2 separate regions of the Mus musculus genome follow, and region 2 is linked to region 1. The links are chromatin contacts, called in public Hi-C maps. All regions are on one chromosome and are shown on one strand. Each heading gives the region's core, a stretch centred on a gene start, on an enhancer-like site or on the middle of the called end of the contact. The rest is flanking DNA. Distances are from core to core; before and after follow the strand shown. Region 1 has its middle 16 kb from the start of Fcrls. Region 2 holds the start of Fcrl1 (Fc receptor-like 1).

Region 1 (2,700 bases), core at 161-2,660:
GTTCACTTTTAATTGATCAGATGTGAATTGTCAAGTCCTGTAGTCAAAGAACTCCTGGCAGTCACTGCTGATAGATGAGGAGAGTGTCATGGTAGAGGACTCCTGGGCTGCCAAAGGGTGGCACTGACAATTCATTTCTAAATAACATGTGAACTATCAGTCATTTGCAAAACACTTTGATTGGTGATGGCAGCCCTGAACCACCTAGCAATGAGAAGCTTGAGTGGGTTACACATTCCTCCTCGTCCTCATTCTCGTCCTCCTTGTCCTCCTCCCCCTCCTCTCCTCCCCTCCTCCTCCTCCTCCTTCCCCTCCTGTCCTCCTCCTCCTCCTCCTCCTCCTCCTCCTCCTCCTCCTCCTCCTCCTCCTCCTCCTCCTCCTCCTCCTCCTCCTCCTCCTCCTCCTCCTCCTCCTCCTCCTTCTTCTTCTTCTTCTTCTTCTTCTTCTTCTTCTTCTTCTTCTCTTTTGGGTTTTTTTTTTGTTTGTTTCTTTGTATAGCCCTGACTGTCCTGGAACTCACTCTGTAGACCAGGCTGGCCTTGAACTCAGAAATCCGCCTGCCTCTCCCTCCCAAGTGCTGGGATTAAAGATGCGTGCCACCACTGCCTGGCTTTACATTTCTCTTCTTATAAAATGGAGGGAACATTATCTCCCTTTGGGGTTCTGAGCATTCAGTGTGATCATGCAGATGAGACTATGCAATTTAGAGTGGCAAATAATCAACTCAGTAAAAAAGCAAGTTCTAGTAACTCTCTTCTAATGGAGGACTGTGTCAGACTCACTTCTATCTTAGTATGCCATATGTCATGCACATTACACAATAGGGTTTTAATAATGACTCTGAGTATGTTTTTAATTGAAAATAATTTTTCATAACTATATTCTAATTATACTTTCCCTTCCCTTGTCTCCTCCCTGATCCCACTTGTGCCACATGATCCTTCTCTCTCTCTCTCTCTCTTTCTCTGACTCTCTCTCTCTCTCTCTCTCCCTCTCCTTCTCCCTCCCCCACTCCAACAGTGTGTTTAAAGCAAAGTCAATTTAGCACAGTCTCATTGGCACGGGAATATTCCTTGGCCTTTGGATGTCTAGTCAGCTGTAGTTTGTTTGCAGAATTATAAAAAAATGAGAGTCTGGCAAGGAATGCCATTCTCCCCACAACCCCAGTCTATTCAGGGGAGCCCAAGCATCTAAATACAGCAGCCACAGGTGATTACAGCCAACCCAAGACAAAAGGGCAGCCTTTATAAACAGATGCCTTTGCAATACAAAATCTGTTCAATGCTTTGCTGCTTATTTTTAGAACTTAGTGTTTTAAAAAAGGCAGCAGTAGGAGAAGCCTCTCTCGCTGAACTCCACTCTGTGATAATGCCAGTTCTCAGTCTGAGAACTCAAGAAGATTGAGAGGTGTGGATGACACATACGTACACTTGCATGCAAAGTGAAAATGCTTGCTATGTCTAGCTCTGAGTCAGCATGGACGCTTCTGCTCAAGTAGCTGGAGACTGTACCCTGTAAGCCTAGCACTCAGCAGCCCAGACCCACAGCCTGCACAGGGCTCAGATCCTGGGAACCTTAGGAACCAGAGACTATAGATGAGCTCTGATCTTCTGACACACGATGTCAGGGTCCCTACTGATGGAGACACTGTTTGAAGTGCAGCAGTATAAGAAGTCTTGGGGAAGCATGGTTTAAACGAAGAGTTCAGAATAGGAAGTAATAATGACTACATGCTGTCTTTATTGATTGATGGCAAATAAGAGAAATGACAGAACACAGTAGTCTGAGACAAAATATGGATAAAGAGAACTGGTTATTGGGAAAAGAGGTTTTTGTTTAAGATAGGTTTAGTTGAGGTACAATTGGCCTAGCAGAAGTGAAGTATTCTGAAGAGACAGTGTGTGTCTCTCAATCTCACTATGAGACTATAGAAACAACAAATCCCAAACAAGTGGGAATTTCCCCAGGAATCTCACTCTGGGAGAAGCTACGTGGAGCAGCTAGAGAGGAACATGCCTTCTGGAAAGAGATTCCACACTGTTCTAACACCTGTTAGACCACCTTACAGGGTGAGCCTGAAACCCAGGCAAGGCTGGGTCAGTGGTGTGTGGGACCACACCTTGACCAGGACTGCTTAGCCCTGCTATATTTGTTCCCTATTTATACTTTAAGCTCACCTCAGGACCATGAAGACTGATTTAGAGGATTCACAAGATCTCCTTTTCTTGCTTCCCACTGTAGCCAGGTTGACTAAATCTCCTTTTAAAATAGTTGGATCTATTTATTGGACTATGGAGGACAGGTGTGGAATGTGGACTGTGGACTGTGACTCCCAAGTTTGATGGCAAAAGTTGGTATGGATTGACTGTGCAGAAAATTCTAGTGGTGAAAACATCTTCTAAAAGTTTATTTTATTTTATTTTATTTTTATTTTTATTTTTTTTAGTGTCTGCTACATAAATACGGCGAAAAGCTTGAGAATTGACTGGGATGAAGATAGTTGTAGATTGGATTATAAAGATATTATTCAATCTTTTCTGAGCCTTGGAAGGGTTAATAATTCATGGAAAAGATACTGAAGTAATGTTTATAAAGGAAAATTTGTTTCTTTACATTCAATCCCGTTCAAGAAAATAAGATTGACATGTGCGATGGTTTGTATAAGCTTGTTGTAGGTAGTGGCACTATTAGGAGGTGTGG
Region 2 (2,836 bases), core at 84-2,583, 130 kb after region 1:
AAGGGGTTGGTTCATGTACAAAAGCAATCAGTAGGTTGTTATTAAGAGGGATAAAGATGCCCAAGATAATTTGCCCCTGGATTTGGAACATTCCAACCTCTCCACATCACTGAAGGTCTAGTCAGTCAATCAGCATTTGAGGCACGGTTTCTTTCCAGCAATTCTCATTCACAAGGTGAAGATTGTGATCCCAGGGTGTATGCCGACCCTAGAGTGCAGACAGCAACACCAGTGTGCAGTCTGCAATCCCTGGGTACAAACTCTGACCTCAAGGTGCAGATGGAAACCCCAGAGTGCAGACTGTGACCCCAGGGTGCAGACAGCAACCTCAGAGTGCAGACCGTGATCCCAAGGTGTATGTTGTGGCCCCATGTTTAATAACACACACACACTCACTCACTCAATGTTGAGATGATGCAAATAATGTAGAACAATTACTATGATTGCATTTGTATCAGTTTACCTTTGTCAAAAATCATCTTAATATTAGATGATAAAAGATTCAAGAAATGGGAAAAATAAAATAGTTTATTCCCCTGTAATCCATAATGAGACTCACATACAAGCTTCAGGTGACAGAGAAAGGGTGATATAGATGCTAAAGGAAGCAACAGCAGGAATTGCCTACCCTTGACTGGGGTAAGGGAAGAAGGGTGTCACACAAATACAAGAGTTAGTGATGACGGTGAGCCTTTTCCAGTACACAGAGGCTAATTGGTGCATATCCAAGTCTTCCATTTTATTCCAAACTCTTCCACTCTATGACTTCCTATGACTTTTTAAAAAGTGGCTCATGTCATTTATTGGAACATTGAAATTTTAAACATGGGGAAATATCTATATGAATGGCTGGACCCTATATAAATCAGAATATACAATAGCAGCAGACACGGAACATAACCTGCGAATACTCCCTTCCATTCCTGAGTCAGACACAGAGAGACCACAATAGGAGCTTGTGAGAAAGACAGTGCATTTGATCAGATAGTTAAATAGATATCCTTACCAAAGATGGCAGTGTGTGGTGTGAAATCTGGCAGGACTCAAGCTCAGTGAGACTCTTTAAAGCCTGGATCATCTACTGGAAACCCCTGAGATACATGAATATTCATATTTTAATAATAAAGTATTAATCAAAGTTATAAAATGAAAGCCCGCATCTCCTGATACCCAAAAGCTCCAAGTCATGAAATTGAGTCATGCCATAGGAAGGAGTGTCTTCCATTCTGGGGCCTTCCTGGAGGAAGAACTGAACACTGGACAAGGTTGCTTTGTTGTATTTCTGTAAACTCGTGCTGAAGGTTAACTTCCGACCACGACTTCCTCAAACCTCAGAGAAGCTGAGGGCAGTTATCTGTGACACCTCTGTGAGTAGTCTGGTTTTGCTTTTTTTTCTTTTGGTGAGAGGCACCTTCAAGTTACCATCCCCAGCCTGGTCCTCATGCTACCTTGGCTCCTGCTACTGATCTGTGGTAAGTTAGACAACTTGGAGTGGGGTCTGGGAACGGGGATCTTAAAAAGGATAGAGAATTCGACGACTAAGTTTCTGCCTGGTGATGCTCGTGGATTCATGTAGTCTGTCTCTCTGTCTCTGTCTCGTCTCTCTTTGTGTGTGTGTCTCTGTCTTTCTGTGTGTCTCTGTCTCTCTGTCTCTGTCTCTGTCTCTCTCTCTCTCTCACACACACACACACACTCACAAAATATAGGCAACAACTTGGTCCCTCAGTTCCTTTTTCTTCTATCAACACCACTTCCTTTTATTCACATGAGAACCTTAGTGTATCACCAGCCCTCCTCATTCCCCTGTGGCCACACTCTGGTTTCTCTGGTGTCACACACCAGAATGGCAAGATTATTCCTCCATTATTAATCATTACACTTGGAAGGCTTACTCATCACTGACACGGCACAGACTCTGCAGCTCATCACCACAACATGCCGGCGGATGCTCTTTCAACTCTCTCTCCCTCCTGCACTGCCAGATGATACACTTTAACTGTGTCCAAACAATGGGACTTTAAACAAAGGCTCACCTGGCACCTTATCATCACGTGACGTGGAAACCGAATCGCAGATGTTCTTCGCATCTGTTTTCCCACTCATGCGTGGGAGCCATTGTTTCAGGTCTTCTCGTTTCTCCTCAAACTTAATCCTTTTGGGCCCCATTTTATAACTTTGATTAATAATTTATTTTAGAAGTAATAATGGCAAAAAGAAAATTCTCCATTTTTCTACTCCCATGACTACCAACTACCTGTCTGCCTTCTTCTTGCTCTGTAAATACACCTTGTCATTCATTAACCTTCTCCTCCACTCAAATGTGTCTCCATTCCAACCTGTTCCCATACATGCACAGGCATGCTGGGAGAGCTTCCCTCCTCGTTCCCGCACTGTTTCTCTTTCTCCCTTCACTCTGTGCTGGCTTGGTTCACTCTGTGCTCTGTTCACTCTGCACTGGGACAGGGTTCACTCTGCGCTAGCTTGGCAACTTCACTTTGTCTCACTTCCCTGATTCTTTCTTTAAAACAAAACAAAACAAAACAAAACAAAACAAAACAAAACAAAACAAAACAAAACAAAACAAAACAAAACAAAACAAAACACCTTCATTTTTAGTTACCTGCCTTTCTTAAGCTCTTGAAACCTTTCCCCCAGATGTCAATCAAAGCTGGGAACATTTCTATCATATCAAAGATTGCTTCAAGCTCCCAATCTTGTCCCCTGAGCTCCTCTCGCATTCTTGACCCAGGCAAGTGTTCAATCGTTTCCTTTTTTGGTGAACTCACTTTAATCAACCTTTTATCCCCACCTCTCCCCAACCTCACCCACCACTTCA

What was found. Hi-C and Micro-C count contacts between places; a contact is called where the count stands out from the background.
Region 2: a contact with region 1 is called in a Hi-C map of bone marrow-derived macrophages, with 36 read pairs. The contact joins the promoter of Fcrl1 here to the enhancer-like site in region 1. A contact is called at or near these places in 19 of 39 promoter capture datasets (the 3T3-L1 cell line, 3T3-L1-derived adipocytes, the C10 cell line and 11 more), 2 of 484 Hi-C or Micro-C datasets (bone marrow-derived macrophages and embryonic stem cells), 2 of 115 datasets of contacts at active chromatin or transcription factors (cardiomyocytes and microglia) and 4 of 9 other capture datasets (adipose tissue, liver, macrophages and 1 more).

Annotation. Positions count from the first base shown.
Region 1 is chr3:87,246,096-87,248,795 of GRCm38.p6, forward strand. No RefSeq gene overlaps it. Among named protein-coding and RNA genes, the nearest start is that of Fcrls, 16 kb to the right of the region's middle. Within about 2 kb of position 1,411, at least 13 of the 459 cell types and tissues checked have an H3K27ac peak or open chromatin away from gene starts, as enhancers often do. A contact at or near this core is called in bone marrow-derived macrophages and microglia, where this site is marked.
Region 2 is chr3:87,375,054-87,377,889 of GRCm38.p6, forward strand. Fcrl1 (Fc receptor-like 1) reads left to right here and starts at 1,334. Exons shown (of 10, transcript NM_178165.4): 1 at 1,334-1,472. The coding sequence starts at 1,442. It overlaps Gm31940 (a long non-coding RNA gene), which reads right to left and starts at 2,550. Exons shown (of 3, transcript XR_867410.3): 1 at 2,034-2,550; 2 at 1,007-1,091.